6 separate regions of the Mus musculus genome follow, and all the other regions are linked to region 3. A link is a contact called in public HiCAR-type, HiChIP or PLAC-seq and promoter capture Hi-C data. All regions are on one chromosome and are shown on one strand. Each heading gives the region's core, a stretch centred on a gene start, on an enhancer-like site or on the middle of the called end of the contact. The rest is flanking DNA. Distances are from core to core; before and after follow the strand shown.

Region 1 (2,727 bases), core at 87-2,586, 600 kb before region 3:
GATGAAGGAGAATATGGTGGCCTTCATGGTTGTTTCGAATCACAGGGTCCATGAGAACCTCTGAAGCACTGGAGTAGAGACGATTAGGCAGGAGCTTGACATGCCTGCCAAGCTCATCTTAGAACAATAGCAATCAAGAAACGCTTGCATCTGCTCATCACTTCTGCTCTAGTTCCCACATCCTTTCTGATGCTGGTCAGAATCAGAGCTCAGTAAGCTAGAGGACACAAGCAGTGTGGACAATCATACCTCCCTCTCCTGGGTGAAACGTTAAACCCGCTTTGAACTTTGCATACTTAATTCTAATTTCTGAACCAAGATTCTACCTGTCCATTCGAGGGCTTTTGTAGGTTTTCTGATGCAAACAGACATCACCCAGTCTAAGATCCAAGTTAAGTAGGGAAGTAAATTTTCCAAAGAAGAAGGCATGGTGGAACAGAAAATGACAATTATGCTCCATGAATTCTGTATGGTCAACATTAAGTTTATATTGGTTTCTTCTCTTTTCCTAAGTTGCATAAAACATTTACTCCAGCTAATCTGCTTTAGTTATAGGCCCCTAGAGAGGCCCAGCTTTTTCCAGGTTTGCTCTTACCCAGAAAGCCTCTTTGTTTTATTCCAGTGCTCTGTGAACTGCACCTACCTGTCTGCTCTTACCCAAACTGCTTCAGCCATGTTTTATTTAGCTCTGTGGTCCACACTGATTTTCTCCTCCTAACCTCTACTTATTTTCTAGTACTGTTTAATTGATTTTAATCACTACAGTCCATTTTTATATAATATTATATACCTGTATAGCTGTGTTCATCAATAATTTGTGAACTACTATGAAGTTGTATATCTCTGAGTTGGTGATAGTTTTATTATTAAATTGAATTTCAATATAGTTCACTAGATTGTTTAAATATGGACATCATAATCTAAAGCAATTAGTGTTCTTTTTTATTAGGAAACAGAATACAAAAGGTGAAAGGATCTTGTTTTTTCTTTTTGCTTGTCTATCATTACAGACAGAATACTTTCAAGCTCATTTCCTAAAGGAATGAAAGACTATTTAAAAAAAAATACGGTGAGAAAATTTTGCTCTGAGAATATCTGGAAATCTATTTCTTGTCTTTTCAAATATGAAAAAGTAAATAAAAATTCATTCCCAGTTGTCTCAGCAGAGTCAGGTCTTACATCTGGGAATATGACCTGTTTATATGTAAATATTCAAGGGTGTGCTTGAAAGAGATCTGTGTTTTATTTGAAATTCATGAAAGGTTGGAGGCTACACAAAGGTGTCTCAAGGGTCTTGTGTATTTAGAGAGGAATGCCAGGAATGTGGGCTTCACAGCTTGTAAAACAGTAACTTCTTTGATTGGATGTTCAGTTGGGCTCAGTCTGGCCTTTTCTGTTTTTAAATTCAAAGGTAAATTTAACTTAGGGAGGAGATAGTTCTTTTGGGGATTTCAAAGGCAATTTGTTTTCTTTCTCTCTTTTTTTCTTCTCCTTTAAGTCATAAGCTGTAAATCTTTTGGAATTTGAATTCTACACTTGTTTACCTCTGTGGTACTGCTTAGGCCGCTGACTCTGAAATGGCTCCTTCTTTATCCCTGAATGCTGAAGACAGAAAAGGCCTTTCAGGAAATTTCATTTGGAAAACTATTGCCAAGGATCCTATTTAAGGCAGATGATGTTTGTTGTCCCGACACATACCACTGACCCATGTTGTCTGAATGTCATAGTGAAAGTAGCTGTTACCAATAAAATAGTCCCTTGTCATTGGATCAAAAGTTTACCCAAAGTAAGTTCCATTTCCAAGTAACACAAAAAACTTCCATGGCTTTATGGTTCTGTCACGCACTAAAGATCCTCTATTAATATTTAATATACTCCTGACAATCCCACTCCTTTAGTACTTTCTGAACACACATTCTGAGCTTGGATTAATTATCTTATGTGTCATGCTCTTAAACATTGGTGGTCACTAAAAAAATTATTGGTGTTTTCTGTAAAATTATATAACTATTATTATACAGTTAAGAATACCTAAGGTTCCCTATTTTATTAATTAGACCACATTTGGAGCTAAACAAAGTGGAGATAACACATATGTAGGGATATTTGTGAGGGACTTTTGCTTAATTTTAAGTAGGAAAATTCATTTCTAATCTGGATCTTTGAGGTAGAAAGACACTCCATTAATCCAGATTCAATCTCGGCCATATCTTTTGCTGTAAGCCCGTATGAAGACATGGAAAAAAAAAGATGCTTTTGATCTTTGCATGCTTGTCCTCGCCTTGCTAATAAGGCCATTCTATCACTGGCATTAGAGCCTACTTCTTTGGGATTCCAGCATATACTGAAGACCAGCTGAGACATCCAGCCTTATTGACTAAGCAACTACTGAATTGTTGGACTTTCTCTTCATAGCTAGCCATTTTGGGGTTAGCTGGACCACATCCTGTAAGTCATCTGTAAGTAAGGTACATTGGACAAAACAAAAAACAATAACAAAAAGCCAAGAGCAATTTAAGATTTAGTGCAATCTACTTCAGAATCCCAAGGTCAAGTTTTACAGAAAACAAACAAACAAACAAACAAACAAAACCAAAAACAAAACAAATTCATTTGGAAGTCATAAAGACCAGGATAGACAAAGCAATTTTGAAATTAATGCTCAGATGTATCAACATACTTGATTGTAAGTTATACTGAAGAGATGTAGCAACAAAAGCAGTATGG
Region 2 (2,700 bases), core at 15-2,514, 520 kb after region 3:
AGAGAGAGAGAGAGAGAGAGAGAGAGAGAGAGAGAGGGAGGGGGAGGGAGGGGGGAAGGAAAAGGGGGAGAGGAAGAGGGAGTTTTTACTTTTCTTGGGCTAGGGATAAAACCAGGGCCTGCCTATACATAGTAACCACTCTGCCTTTGAGCTACAGTCTCAGTCCTGAAATATATATATATATATATTAGTAATAAGTGGGTTTATTTTAAGATAAATATGATATTGGGCAAGGGGATCAATAAAGCAAGAAGAGACATGAGCTGATAGTTGTTGAAGATGAACTCTGGATCCTAGGGATAGTTAAATTTCTCATGTAGGAAACAGTTCAGAAACACTAGCCATCCTATCTGCCCCCCTTTAATAATAATGCCATTTACTATTATAATAATGTTAAGTTAACCCGATGGTTCCCCGGGGCTGACTCAGCATTTTCAGCTAGGAAACTTGAATTCTCCTCTTGTGAAAACTACTCCATTTGCAGTGGGGGCTGGGACAGTATTCGGTAACTCAGTTTTTGAGCCTCCCCACACTCCTTTGAGAAATGAAGGTACAGATGGTTTCTCATACCTTACCGCAGGAGTTCTCTACCTTCCTAATGCTGCTGCGACCCTTTAATACAGTTCCTCACGTTGTGGTGACCCCCCACCACAAAATTATTTCCATTGGTACTCCATACCTGTAATTTTGCTACTGTTATGAATAGTAATGTAAATTGTGTTCCCCGATGGTCTTAGGTGACCCCTCTGAGAGGGTTGTTCAACACCCCCACCCCCACCCGAACCAGTGTCTTAGGGGCTAGCAGTGATTTCCTGCAGCCTCAAAAGGTGGGTGTTGCAGTTGGACTATGTTGGAACTCTGGCTTCGGCAGGTAAATACCGTCGTAAATTTATCCCAGTGCACCATACAAATTTAAGTCTAGAGTAGCGGAGTGAATGGGGATGACTTGGAAGAAGGCGACTAGGCTAGATTCTGTAAGGGAAGAATTTGGAGTGTCTCCTAAAGCAGCGGGAAGCTGCCGGGAACATTTCTGCCTGGAGGAAGATAGCCTGCTTACACGAAGCTCTTTGCACGTACAGGCACCCAGCGGATAAGGGCTGTAATTTATTGACACCATTGTGTCTTCTCTACCCCGCCCAGCTCCGACCCTTGCCGCAGCGTGGCCGCAGTGACTCCTCCCGGCCAGCAGAGGGCGCCAGCCTGCACTTGGCCCCCGGCTGCCCGAGGCCGGTCTCCTCTTGCCGCTCCCCCCGCCCCCCACCTCGTCTTTCCCCCTTAGGAGAAGTCGGGAAGGTGGCAGCGGCGGCGGTGGCGGTTGTCCCGCCCGGCCGGTTGGTGTGACCGGTCGGCGCGTGCTGCGCAGCTTCCTCGCCTTGTCCTGCCCGGCGGAGCCGAGCGGAGGCCGAGACCGGAGTCCGCGAGGGCGGAGGCGGCGGCGGCCAGGGCGGCCCGTGGGAAGGGAGCGCGGGGCCCCGGCAGCGCCGCCGGCTCCCGGCCCTGCCGGCCTCCTCGGTCGGAGCCGCGGCCATGGCGGCCAGCGCGAAGCGGAAGCAGGAGGAGAAGCACCTGAAGATGCTGCGGGACATGACGGGGCTGCCGCACAACCGCAAGTGTTTCGACTGCGACCAGCGCGGCCCCACCTACGTGAACATGACGGTCGGCTCGTTCGTGTGCACCTCCTGCTCCGGCAGCCTGTGAGTGCGGACGGGGGTCGTGGGTACCGGGCCGTGGCGGCGGGGCCCGTTGGGGATGCGGCCAGCCTAGGCCTTGGGGGCCGGAGATGCTCTTGCTCTTTGGCCGGGCGAGGGTCCAGCCTTGGGGTGGCCGGCGTGGGTGGGGCGTGGGTGGGGTCGGGGTCAGCCAGCGGCCGGCCCGGCGGAGCATCCCGGCTTCCCGCCGCTCAGCGGGCGTGGCCGCGCCTCGGGGGGCGCAGGCGGGGAGCATCCCCGGGAGGGCGGTGCGGGGCCTTTGTGCGACCCGCAGCTCCGTGGTTGGGGGGCCCGGCCTCTGCTCGGTGCCGCGGAGCTGGTGGGGAGGGTGAGAGCAGGGACGCAGAAAGCTGGGGATCTTCCTCCGGTCCACAGCACTCAGGTAGCTGGGGCGTGTTGGGGGCGGGCGGGGGGCGTTAATAGGTCTTGATGGCTGAGGTGTGAATCCCAGGAGAAAAGTTCTCCCTAGAGGATTAATTACGTGAGGCGGGGAGGCAGCAAAAGCACGAGGGTTGTGGCTGCATGGCTCCAAGTGTCCTCAGTTGGGGAAAGTTTTACTGGAAAAGGGTAATCAGGAGTTGTGCGCTTCAAAATAAGGATGGAGCTCGATGAGATTTCTGTATCAGAACCCAAGTGTCCTATCTGTCTGGAGAAATGGGGACTGGGAAGACAATATTGAGAAAGGAGATGGAGGTGACCGCCTGAAATTACTCAGATGGCATGTCTAGGCCTCTCTGTTTAAGCTGTGTTGTGATGGGAATTTTTGTTCTTGTGAAATTTCACTTGGAAAGGTTGCAGGTGACTCTGGAACTGATTAGATGCAATTATTTTCTGGTTATCTTGAATTCAATGCATTTTTAATGATCTGGTAGTTAATATTCCTTGGGTCTTAAAAAATATTACCGTGCATGTCGCAGTGTGGGGACACGTGTGCATGTTTTGTATACCTGGGTTCACTTTTACAGGCTGAACCTTTTCCTGGGCCCTCCCA
Region 3 (3,015 bases), core at 251-2,750:
AGGTGTTTGCCCCTATGTCTGGTGAGGTCATTAAAAAAATGGTTTTTCTCTGTCCTCTTATATGCCAATGAAACATTTTACTCATATTTAAAATAGGATTAAAATGTTTTTTTTCTTTACTTTTTATGATTCAGGATGTCATATAGACTAAGCTGGTCTTGAAGTTATATAGCTGAGGCTGTCCTTGAACTCCCAATCTTCCTGTCTCTACCTTCAAACTGTGGGGTCATTAGTGTTCACCATCACAGCCTGCTCCCCAAGAACATTCCTAAGCCCTGTCTATTTACAATTGCATTTTTTTTGAGATTACTGATTTGAGACTTGATTTGCGGCTCTTTTAAAGTCACTTCTGCACTTAAAAACAAGATAATAACAAAAACAGTGTAAGTATAGAAAGGGGTAGACTGACAGAGAATATAAAGCAAGAGTATATTAATGGAATGGATGCATAGAATTGGTGGGAAGAACAAATAGAGACCTCTCCTTTTGAGAAATTGCATTCATGTTTTCTTCCTAAGGAGATATATTTCTACATGCAATTTAGTTCCCCCTACTCACTTGGGTTCCATTTCCAGGAATGCAGTTTCGCAATGTCAGTCTTGGACTTACATACCCCCCCACTTTTTTTTATACCTGAAAGGGGTTAAATTATAAGAATTCATTCTTGAATTTGCTAAGAATTTTGTCACTTGAAATTCTCATCTATATCTCCTAATAGTGTGGGAAATTTTCATTCAAATTCCAACTACAAGGGAAAATTTTTTAGGAGAATTTCTTCTGTTATACAATAGAAGATTAACTTTTGGGGGACTGGGAAGTTTTTAATATGCTAACTAGACGTGGCTACTAAGCCTTTTGGTAAATATACCTGCACCCAATTCATGCCTTGAAAAGGTGGAGCTCTCCTCTAATTACTAGAAAAATAATTACACCAAACATCGTTTTCTTGTAGGACACAAATGCAGCATTGCCTTTAGAAGAAGCTGCCCATGAAACTGGTTCCACGTTAGAAGGAGAAAATTGCATCAAACGACCTAAGTCACAAAAACCTTTTCTCACGAGCCCTTAAAGCAGTAAACAGGCTAAGCAGTGTGGCCTCGTGTTTGTGCTTGGGGAATGAAATGTACACCGTGGCCCTGTTTCGCCGGCCTACTTTCTGGGATAAGCAGCTCTCCTGAGGCCCATTGGGAACAGCTACTGTCTCCACCGTCCACTTGGTAGACTACACTGCACCGGGAAGAAACTTTGGCCTTGAGGGAGCTGGCCATAGGCGACTCATGCGCTGTGCGCGTGGTAAGTGATTATTAGTTAGTTATGGCTGTAAAAGCACACCGACACCCTTGTTGCTAAGGGTTGAATAGGATGAGCGCTACGCATTAGCTAGAGGAAGCCGAAAAGGCAGTACGAAGCACGGAGCATGCGCAGACTGCCGCTCCTTTCCCTAGGCCGCCGGAAGTGGAGCCTGCGGAATCGGCGTCCGTGCCGGAAGTTGAGTCTCCGGATTCGGCGTCCAGACGTAGTGACGCACGAGCGCGGGAGTACGTGAGGACGCAAGCGGGTCTTAGAGAGAGTGAGTTTCCGCGTCTCTTCAGCTGAGTGTATGGCATCGCTTTTGTGCGGCGTGTGTTGCGGCTTCCCGGGACCACGGATGGCGGGGCCGGGGCTGAGATCCGGGCCGCTGCGGGCCGGGCGGAAGCGCTGCTATGGGGCCAGCCAGGGTCCGCTGGGCGGAAGTGCTGCTTAGGGACCGGGCGGAGGAGCCGGCCCGCCGGGTCCGGGTCTTCTTCTCCCCTCCGGCCGGCCGGGATGGGGTCGCAGGGGCAGTCGCACCGGTACCGCTTCCCTGGCTCATGGAGATCTAGGCTGCCCGGATAGGCTTTTGCGAGGTTCCTCCGACTTCAGGAAGTTTGAGGCGAAGTTGCATCAGCTTGCACAGAGCTTGCAGTGGCAGGTGGTTGGGGGGGCGGCCACTTCTGTCTCAAACACACAGACCCATCCTAACCTCTGTAAGGCTGTCTGTACCACAGAATAGAGGACAGACATACACCCGAGGGACTTCACCTCTTCTCTTTTCACACATGCCTTTCCGTTTTTCCAAAACAGGCATTATTTAAAACAACAACAACAACAATAACAACTGTAATATCTAATTATTGCACGGTTAAGATTCAGTTGTCAGACTCATTTATAAAAGTCCCTTTCAGTAGCTTCATGACACCAGGTTTTCTTTGGGGGGGGGGGCATGGTGCCAGGTTTTTTGTTTTTTTTTTTTTTTCCCCCTCTACTTTTCATCCCAACGTCCTAACCTCATTTACCTTCTTCCTGCTTCTATTACTGATTCTGCTTCGGATCTTCTAGTGTTCTGGTACATTCCAGGAGAGCAAGTGCTCCTGCCTTGGTCCTGGGTTTGCTCTCCATCAACAGCATCTTCTGAGGGAATTGTTGGCAGTACAGATTTTAGTGTCATACCCCTTTGAGCAAGCCTTTCGGTCCATTCTAGCACTTCCGGGTACTGAGTTCGACGAATAACAGCGTAAAAAGTACTCACTCGTTATGGAATTTTATACATAATGAGGTTAGAGTAAGGTGAGGTATTTTCTAGATCTGGAATCTTGACCGAATCATTTAACTGTGACTTCATAGTACTAAGTGTTGACATGTGAAAACAAGTGGGTAGCAATAACCCATACAAAACACTCCAAGAGAAGTTACTAGACCTGCATGAAGAAAGCGCACAGGTCGTGGAGGAAGGACGAGGTGTAGGGTTAGAGAGCAGTTGGAGTGCATGATTTTATGACTGCTGCAAAGACTTTTATCCCAACTACTTATGAATAGTAAAAATTTAGATACAGGATAGTTATGGATGTCTCACACCTGTAACAGCAATGCTCAGGAGGCTGAGGCAAGAGATATCCTAAGTTTGGAGTCCAGTCAGAGCTACATCATGAGACCCTATGCAAACAGCCACATCAAGCGAGAAAGTTACAGCAGTCCGTTATGCCACTAATTTTATTT
Region 4 (2,700 bases), core at 17-2,516, 690 kb before region 3:
AGCTTAAGGACTGAGAGATGGGAACGGAATGAGATGGGAGCCGAGATAGAAGACAGACATAAACTGCAGAGGGACTCAGAGAGACATTGAGAAGAGAAGAGGAGAAAGGTAGACTGAAGTGGCAGACATAGAATAGTTAAATGGGTTAAATAAGCTACGATCTAGTCAGGGAATGAGAAAAAGCTTATGTCCTAGGCATTAAATAATAACTAATTAGTCTCAGAGTCATCATTCTGGGAGCAGGACTGGGGAGGAAAAACAGATTTTAAAAATTATTTTAATAATATCATTATAATACTGATTAATTCTCAACATACCTTTTTGGAGGAGACATCTATATTTCAACCATAGCACATTGGGCAAAACATTGCTTCAAATTCCGTATATCTGCAATCCTCTGTGGCAAATATATTGGGTATTTTGAGCAAGTATTTGCTGAACTTGGCAGCGTAGTTGGCTGTAAGCGCTAATGTCCTAAGATAATGTTTAAGTTCTTGCATCTGAGTGCAGGCTACAAAAGAGTAGACATCCTTTAGCACTTTGGCTGCATTGTTTATTAGAATTTTTTATGTACATAGAAGGCAGTTTTCCTAGTGCTCACCAATATCATCATCACAGACACTCAGACACCAAGGGAAAACACTTTCACAGCACACACACACACACACACACACACACACACACACACACACACACTCATAGACATAAAGTCAAATTGCCATATCACTGAAAATAAATAGTTTTCAAGAGAATATTCCTTTAATAGATTTGTATAGGAAAAGAATGCCAAGAGTCAAATCAAAACCTTTATACAGGTTACATCTGAAGACTTAGGTGACTGTGTACCAGTAATAGCAAGGACTGCACAAGATCATGGCTTCACAGTGTAGTACTAAGGACAGGGAATTATTAAACATGATGTCTGAGTTTCATCATCTCTGTCACATAGCCTGTGTGCCCTATGTGAAACTTACTTAGCTTTTCTATGAGACAGTCTGTCCAGTTTTAGAAAGGAAAAGTGATAGTGCCTGCATCTAGATATGGAGGCTGGAGGCTGCATGTCTAAAAAGAGAAGCAGTAATAGTATTTAGGGGTGCCTGCTAATGACCTAAAGTCAATATACAAAACACAGGAGAATGGAATGTGGGGATTAGTGCATAGCATTCACTTATTCTATAATCATTAAAGAAGCAACAATGAGAGTAACTGCTGCCGTTCAGATATACACACGGCAAGGGTATGATTCAGCAAGGGTATGATTCAGCAAGGGACATAGTACAGAGAAGCACAGGAGACTTTGACTCACCTTTATGGATGGTTGAGTGTGTGGCATGTGTGCGGACGTGGCCAAGAGAAAGTGCCATCAGCAAGGTAGACAGAAAACATTGTTCCCCCTAAAAGTCCAAAGCATAGCTCCTGGGGAGATCTGGTTTGCAGTTTAGTAACTGGTGGCTAAAAGTCAGCAGTGTCAAATACCTTTGATCCAGTGTGTCTTAATATAAAAATGCATTTGTTCAGAATAACAAGAAAGTTTTCATTGAAAATGAACCCTTTCAACTAACATAAACCAAAGTGATCTATGCAGTACAGTTTTATTCAGCAATCAATAGGATTGGCATGCCACTTCAATACAAAGCTAAAGTACTCAGTTTCAAAACAGTTAACTGGCTCATATATCTTCATGTTATATATGCACATGTGTGTGAGCATACATACATAAACACACACACACACACACACACACACACACACATTAAAAGCCTCACTTTTACCTATAATGTAGCCATAGATATTTGTTATTCTTTCCTAAAATTCTCATTTCTTCTCACTCTCTACCTATGTATCTATGTATGTATGCATCTATATCTTTACTTACATAGATACATACCTACATACATACACAGTGAAAGAGGGAAGAGAGACAGAGATACAGAGATCTCCCTGCTAATGATCTAGAGTATATATACAAAATGCACTTAGATTGAAATATGTTAAGTCGTGCAGAATATTTATTATTCTACAATCACAAAAGTCAACAATGAGATTATAGATATTTATCTGTATAGATATATAGATGAGATGTAGATAGATTTATATTACCTATAGAGAGAAATAAAGATAGAGACAGAGATAATGGCAATACCTCCTTTCTAACTCCAGAATGTGTGATTTCCAATGAGTTCTCCATGGGAAGGTGTACTATTTTATTCATGACAGAAGATGTTTTTATTTTGACAAGTTCAGTTGTTCCACATAATTCACCCTTGGCTAATTATTCCATCTTTCAATGAATGGAAATTTGATGTTGAAAAGAGAGTTATGAGCTTCTCACATATAATTTTAAAATAATTTGAACCAGCTCAGAAATCAACTTGAATTATCCCTATAGTGTCTTCACATCTACCCTTACATATGTCAGTTTTCAAACACCAGCAATCTTTGCTTCAATGAACATAAATGTGTATATTTACTAGAATTCTGAAAAACATCAAGTTAAGCATTGTGATAACAAGCATTGTATCACATTATATGTTTTAAGGTGAATTATTAGCAACATAAGTGGGGCAATGCAGAGATGAAGGATTTCTATTATTTTCTCTTTTCTTTCCTTTTTTTTTTTTTTTTTTTTTTTTTTTTTTTTTACTTTTTTACTGAATATGTTTTTGCCAAGTTCTTTAGAGGAACTTTAATCCAGCAACA
Region 5 (2,700 bases), core at 115-2,614, 580 kb before region 3:
TAAGACAGTTCATATACAATGAAGATACATACAGCCAACAAAATAATGAATTTGATCTTCATAAAAATTTCTCCCAGTGAAAATAAAAGTGGGAAAATTTTAAGTAATACAACTATGGGAACCGGGCTATACACAAAGAGTAATTTATTTAGTCACACTGTGGTGTCAAAGAATCTCAGAAAACGAAATATTTTAGGAGTCAGAAATGGATTCATTTCACACCACAGATGTAACAAACATATTCCAAGGAACATAGTAACTTCCCCCAGACGTTAATGATTGCCTTTAGAAACATGAATTCACAAAGAAAAGGAAAATCATAATATTTTAGTCAAAGAAGGCATAGTACTATCTCTTAGACATTTATTAGCTAGATAGTTATTTAGATAGAGAGATAACTGCACATTTAAAAAACCATAAAGGGCATACGGATGTCCATGGATGTTTGATTGGAGGACGCTTCATGCTGGGATTTTAAAACTGTATTTAAAAGCAAATAGTGAGATAGTAATTTCCAGGACCTTTGCAGGAAACCAGTAGTAGGAAAAACAGGCATTCCCAGGCCATTTGCACACATAATCAATCCATCTTTGCCAGGCTTTTGAGTCCCATAAAACACTCCCTTTTGTGTTTTCCATTCAACTGGAATGAAAATTTCTATTGAGCCTCATTCCAGACGCCCCATGAGACAGAGGTACCTTTCAGCACTCGGCACTTCACAGAGTACGTCCCCATTGAATGGGAGCACCTCAAGAGACATGTGTCAGAAATGAGGGGTTACTGAATTTCACCCTGAGAGATTTCCTTCTCTGAGACCATCACAATAGAACACCTCTTTTATCTCAGGTGATTTCCAGCTTCTCTTATACCTCATATGTATTTTTATGAGGCTTGATTTTTACAGGAAAAATATATAAGGTATATATTAAGTAAGCATATAAATGTATAACTTTTTAGTAATTTTAATCTATGAAACTCTTTTTTATAAGCATGAAGAATACAATAAAACAACATTAAGGTAGTTTTAGGATACAAGAACATCCAGACGTAAACTCCTGGGGCATTCAGGCCAGGGGCCATAGCAATCCTCATCATAGGCAGAAGTGGGGTAATTTCTCCAAGGTTAGGAAGCCATTTAGTTTCTTTAGAAACTATCCAGTTATATTACCCAAGGAACAAATCACATGGACATCCAAGAGTTGGATAGGATGTTACACTAGGAGAGAAGTGATTATTTGTCATACTGCCTTATCCTTGTATGGCGCAGCTCCAAGGATCCTCTGAGTCAGCTGCCTAGCTCTCTTCCCTAAAAATACTTTCCCTTCATACAAATACAGCCAACTTTCAAAGAAGCAACAGTTTGTCATAGTAGGTATGAGTACAGATGCTAGATTCTGAATGAATGAGCTCAGATTCTAACTTTGCCTCCTAGCTGTGCACCATTTGGCTGTCACTTAACTTCTCTGAGGCTTTCTTTCTGCCTGATGAAGCAAGGATTTGGTAATACTTCCCTCACATGCTTGTTTTAAGGACTTTAAAATGTGCTTAGGGCTTTATCGGTTTGCCTATGTGTTTGTAAGATTAGAGGAGGAAGATGGACTGAAGGAAAACACATAACTTCAAGAAAGCCAAAGTAATAATAACAACCTGCTACTTGAAAATGCCATGCTCTTTTCATCCTGCCTGTGGCACCAGTATGCCAGACTTGATTTTGTTTTAGAGTAAAGTGAGTGTGAGTCTTCGTTTCCTCATAAATATGAAGCAATAGGTACAGTGTCGCATGATCGCCAGCTTCGGAAACATAGAGGATGCTGTTCTACAGGAACTGCACATGATGCTTCACTCACAGTATGCCTTTCCTGACCAAGGGGATAAGAAATGGATGAGAAAGACAGAGTTTAAGGAAAGACAAGGCCTTCAGAGAAAATGAGTATCTGAGTTTCAGATGATGTCTTCTAAATGGCTCTCTTTCAAGGTCCCTTTAACAGGGCACAAGGATGCCTTCCTTCTCCCAACCTTTATAGAAACCATCATAACCAAGTTTGCATTTGGACATTTAGGCAACATTAAGCAAGCACACATGCTGTGTGTCTGAGACTCTGCTGCGTTAGGCAAGGGGGTAAACAAAAGCACCAATTCACACAGATAGATAAGATACAATCTGCACCAGCTAGGAGCTTACGGTTTCTGTTTAAACAAGATCTGCCATGTAATCAAGAATGAAAATAATGGTGCCCTGTGTGATCAAAAGTAGGAGAGAAAGAGGCTAAGACACAAGGAAAAGTGAAGCTCTGCATTATTTACTCATTGCTGTTACAACATACTGGACCAAAGAAGGAAGGATTTTGGCTCACAGGTTGATGATATAGTCCATCAGAGCAGAGAAGTCAAGGCAGCAGGCCTGGAGGCAGCTGGTTACATGGAATCTGCAGTCAAGAAATAACTCATGAATACTGGTGGCTTAGCTCTCTTCTTTTTATTCACTCCAGGCACCCAGCTTATCAAATGGTGTTGCCCACATTTAGGATGGGCTTTCCCACTTCAGTTAACCTCTATCCTGGACTTGCCCAGAGGTTTATTGCCTAGGAGATCTTAGATGCCATCAGACTGACAAAGAACATCAGTTACCATAAGCTTTGTTTAGTGAGAATTGCTGACCTCATGAAGATAACATGTTTTAGTATAGGGTTTTTTTGTGTG
Region 6 (3,065 bases), core at 278-2,777, 720 kb before region 3:
TGTTAAATTGTTTTGCCTTGTAAACTTTTAGTGTAAAGAGGCAGACAAAGCTGTGGGCATACACATAGGTCCACATTATCGTGTACAAAAGTGTGTTCCACATCAGGCAAGACTTTTTAGACAGCTACGTTGTATTTCTGGAGACTGCACCTAATGCCCAGGAAGTCTCTTTGCTTCCCATGCCTTTGTTGTGGGACCAAGCCTCATGCTGAAGTTTGCAAGGCATATAGAGCTCTGCCCAAATGTTAAGGAGGACCCACATACAGGCCTCCTGGATAGGTAGGCATTTCTTGTCTAAAATATAGAAGGGTATTTTTACACCTTGCTCTGTTGCCCTTAGAAAAAGACAGATTCTCCCCAAATCACGGAAGTGTGTGTGTGTGTGTGTGTGTGTGTGTGTGTGTGTGTGTGTGTGTGGTGTGTGTGTGTGTACTTGATGCTTAAGGTTAATTACACCCAAGAAAGTTAGCTAGTGTCCCTTTGGGGGTGTGTCTGGATAAAAATGTCCCAGTCCTGGGCCATTCATTTTAGGATGCTGAGACGGTTTAATAAGTACAGTAACATTTGGGAGTGGGAGGTAGAATTTTCCTCTATAGTCATAAGGATATCATATAGGTGGTAGTGGAGGTGGTGGTGATGGTGGTGGGGTGGTGCTTCTGCTGCTGCTGCTGCTGGTGTGTGTGTGTGTGTGTGTGTGTGTGTGTGTGTGTGTGTGTGTGTGTGGTGTCCATGGAGAGGACTAAACCTGTACTGAATACCATTCTTCAAATGCAACTACACTTAAATATCCATATATTAAAATATACATGCCCATTTTCCGCTCCTACATAAAGGAGCCAGGCACAGGCCGGTCTCTTTCTAGTTGATCTTAATCCCTCTCCCCTTCAGCGTGGCCAGGAGCACCCCTCTCTTTGTAATAAATAGCTCTGAGAGCAAGACATTCATTCTGTCCCCTTTGATCACCTTGGAGCTGTCAGCTTGTGCTGCTGTTTGCCTCCCAGCTCTTGTTCCTGCCTAAAAGTGGAAGTAATGCCCCCTGAAAGAAATACCCTAGGTGTCCCGCAAGGCTGCAATCTATTTCTTCTTTTGTTGCATACGCCCCCTGGGGCCCGCCCTCCCAGCTTGAACAAACTCCTCTCTTCTTCCCCCCTCTCTATATCTTCGAAATTCTAGTTCCTTCTACAGACACTCAGCTGTGCTCCTGTGACGCCCCTAGGCCAGACTGTCTGAGAAGCTACCACCCTGCCAGACTGGGGAGGCTCCTCCTGGCTCCTCCTCCTTCTGCTAGTCGCAGACTCCGCAGAGCTCCGCACTGCAGGCTTTTGTGGTCACGGATCCTACAATCTTCATCAGAGAAGGCTAGCATCATGTCCCTGTAACTTAACCAGCAACTGATCTCCCCTAAATGCCCTCGTTTCCCTGCATTGACTAGAGACTTGGGATGCCTCCTCCCTCCCAGGAACTCCTTGGGCTGGCATTAGGGGCCCCCAATTTTGCAGTCAGCGTTTGAGTGGTGGGGAGTGGCGCTGAGATCGGGCTCAGCTGCAAGCCTTTGCTGATGCAGGGCTGGGAACACATTTGCAAGCTCTCTTCCTGGTTTATAGCGGAGATTATAAGCAATCTGTCTCCTCTCTTATCATCGCGTCAGGCCTGTTGTATAGTTTGTAAATATTGCTCAAGTGAAATAATTTGCAAAAGTAAACAATTGGGAGAAAAGAATATGGACCGTGAGGTTTGTCTTTAATGTATTTACAGGACAGGAAAGGGGTCTGGGATGAGAAAATTATGGGGTAGAATGGGGAGGGGAGGGAAGAAGAGGGGAGAGTTGACGACCAGAATGCTGATGATTCTGTGATGGCGACATAACTAATTAACTGTAATGTCGCTTAAAAGCTTCTGGCTCTCCCTGACATTGTTCGAAAGTATGCATTATTTTAAAAAGAGCTAAGATGTAGGGGGTGGTTGAGTGGCTTTAAAATGACTGAATACCACTCATTGTGCTGGATAAGAAAGAAAGAAAGAAAGAAAGAAAGAAAGAAAGAAAGAAAGAAAGAAAGAAAGAAAGAAAGAAAGAAAGAAAGAAAGAAAGAAAGACGAAAACCGACAAACTGCAGTGGAAATAAATACAGCATTGCAGGTTGGTGTGTGAGGCTACAGCTGGGGAAGCCAGGGCTGTTAAGTGGAAAATTCCTGAAGAGGACATATTTCTGTTTCCAGTGGGAAGAAAGAGAGTGTTGTTGGGAGCTGGCAGTTCTTTATAAAATACAAGAGTACCATGATGATGACCAAACGACCTAACTGAACTGAGAGAAATTAACCAAACAAATAGCTTTACCTGTTATACTGTATTCTTAGAGACTGCCACAGTCTCCTTTCTGGTCCCCTGGGTCTAGACAGAAGGGAGGAATGAAGAGGCTAAGAGAGCTGACAGACAGCAGAAAACTGGAGTGGGGTGGGGGTAGGGGGTGGGGAGTAGGGGTGCCTTTGCTCCTGAAACAAACACATACTCAGAGAGCCGGTCCTTGGGTTCTCAATACTGAGAAACCAGTGTTATCTGGAGGATGCCCATTGTAGGAACACTCTTGTTGGTCCTGAGAGGACTTTCCCAGAATTCCTGTTTAGGGGAACTTCAGAGAGATGTCACTGCCATCCCTTCAAGGGTAGTTTAGATTGCATCCCTAAGATGCAAAGAGAGGAGAGCAGAAAGCAGGTCCTCAGCGATGCCCCACCCCCGACCCCCGTGAAAGTTCCTTGTACACTTGGAGAGCACATTCCGTCTAAGGCATCCTGCTGCAGAGAAATCAAAGCCAAGAAGAAGCCTTGGTATTTTTCCTTCTCTGCAAAGTGTTTGTCAGGAAGTCAAGGGTTCCGGGGGGCAGGGGAAGCCTGCAGAGGATGCTCTTCATCAGGGATGCTCTGCATCCGAGAACTTTCATTTGCTCGGAGCACCAACATGCTAACAAAGTAATGAGAATCCACTTTTTTTTTTCTTTAAAGGCTTTGTTGTGTCTGTAAAGGGATGCATATGATGGCCTTTTACAGATAAGCTCATACTAATCTCAGAA

The links. HiCAR-type assays count read pairs that join an accessible place to other places. HiChIP or PLAC-seq counts read pairs in DNA pulled down with a chosen protein or histone mark. Capture Hi-C pulls out chosen DNA fragments and counts their contacts.
Region 1: a contact with region 3 is called in an H3K27ac HiChIP or PLAC-seq map of embryonic stem cells, with 6 times the contacts expected there. The contact joins the enhancer-like site here to the promoter of Rhbdd1 in region 3. A contact is called at or near these places in 1 of 39 promoter capture datasets (cranial neural crest) and 5 of 115 datasets of contacts at active chromatin or transcription factors (acute myeloid leukemia, astrocytes, embryonic stem cells and 1 more).
Region 2: a contact with region 3 is called in a promoter capture Hi-C map of liver. The contact joins the promoter of Agfg1 here to the promoter of Rhbdd1 in region 3. A contact is called at or near these places in 1 of 39 promoter capture datasets (neutrophils), 1 of 484 Hi-C or Micro-C datasets (CD4 T cells), 2 of 115 datasets of contacts at active chromatin or transcription factors (memory CD8 T cells and pancreatic cancer cells) and 1 of 9 other capture datasets (liver).
Region 4: a contact with region 3 is called in a FOXA1 HiChIP or PLAC-seq map of pancreatic cancer cells. The contact joins the enhancer-like site here to the promoter of Rhbdd1 in region 3. A contact is called at or near these places in 2 of 39 promoter capture datasets (cranial neural crest and frontonasal cranial neural crest) and 6 of 115 datasets of contacts at active chromatin or transcription factors (acute myeloid leukemia, embryonic limb bud, embryonic stem cells and 3 more).
Region 5: a contact with region 3 is called in a HiCAR-type map of fibro-adipogenic progenitors, with 4 times the contacts expected there. The contact joins the enhancer-like site here to the promoter of Rhbdd1 in region 3. A contact is called at or near these places in 2 of 39 promoter capture datasets (cranial neural crest and maxillary cranial neural crest), 1 of 484 Hi-C or Micro-C datasets (muscle stem cells) and 5 of 115 datasets of contacts at active chromatin or transcription factors (embryonic fibroblasts, embryonic stem cells, fibro-adipogenic progenitors and 2 more).
Region 6: a contact with region 3 is called in an H3K27ac HiChIP or PLAC-seq map of SST interneurons, with 11 times the contacts expected there. The contact joins the enhancer-like site here to the promoter of Rhbdd1 in region 3. A contact is called at or near these places in 3 of 39 promoter capture datasets (cranial neural crest, frontonasal cranial neural crest and maxillary cranial neural crest), 1 of 484 Hi-C or Micro-C datasets (stem cell-derived neural stem cells), 7 of 115 datasets of contacts at active chromatin or transcription factors (SST interneurons, embryonic basal ganglia, embryonic stem cells and 3 more) and 1 of 9 other capture datasets (embryonic stem cells).

What each region holds. Positions count from the first base shown.
Region 1 is chr1:81,717,120-81,719,846 of GRCm38.p6, forward strand. No RefSeq gene overlaps it. Among named protein-coding and RNA genes, the nearest start is that of Mir6344, 410 kb to the right of the region's middle. Within about 2 kb of position 1,337, at least 28 of the 459 cell types and tissues checked have an H3K27ac peak or open chromatin away from gene starts, as enhancers often do. A contact at or near this core is called in embryonic stem cells, where this site is marked.
Region 2 is chr1:82,838,196-82,840,895 of GRCm38.p6, forward strand. Agfg1 (ArfGAP with FG repeats 1) reads left to right here and starts at 1,265. Exons shown (of 13, transcript NM_001368850.1): 1 at 1,265-1,694. The coding sequence starts at 1,528.
Region 3 is chr1:82,315,079-82,318,093 of GRCm38.p6, forward strand. It overlaps Rhbdd1 (rhomboid domain containing 1), which reads left to right and starts at 1,501. Exons shown (of 7, transcript NM_029777.3): 1 at 1,501-1,570.
Region 4 is chr1:81,623,050-81,625,749 of GRCm38.p6, forward strand. No RefSeq gene overlaps it. Among named protein-coding and RNA genes, the nearest start is that of Mir6344, 510 kb to the right of the region's middle. Within about 2 kb of position 1,267, at least 14 of the 459 cell types and tissues checked have an H3K27ac peak or open chromatin away from gene starts, as enhancers often do. A contact at or near this core is called in pancreatic cancer cells, where this site is marked.
Region 5 is chr1:81,738,892-81,741,591 of GRCm38.p6, forward strand. It overlaps the pseudogene Gm5530. Among named protein-coding and RNA genes, the nearest start is that of Mir6344, 390 kb to the right of the region's middle. Within about 2 kb of position 1,365, at least 37 of the 459 cell types and tissues checked have an H3K27ac peak or open chromatin away from gene starts, as enhancers often do. A contact at or near this core is called in embryonic fibroblasts, fibro-adipogenic progenitors and muscle stem cells, where this site is marked.
Region 6 is chr1:81,592,519-81,595,583 of GRCm38.p6, forward strand. No RefSeq gene overlaps it. Among named protein-coding and RNA genes, the nearest start is that of Nyap2, 520 kb to the left of the region's middle. Within about 2 kb of position 1,528, at least 153 of the 459 cell types and tissues checked have an H3K27ac peak or open chromatin away from gene starts, as enhancers often do. A contact at or near this core is called in SST interneurons, embryonic basal ganglia and stem cell-derived neural stem cells, where this site is marked.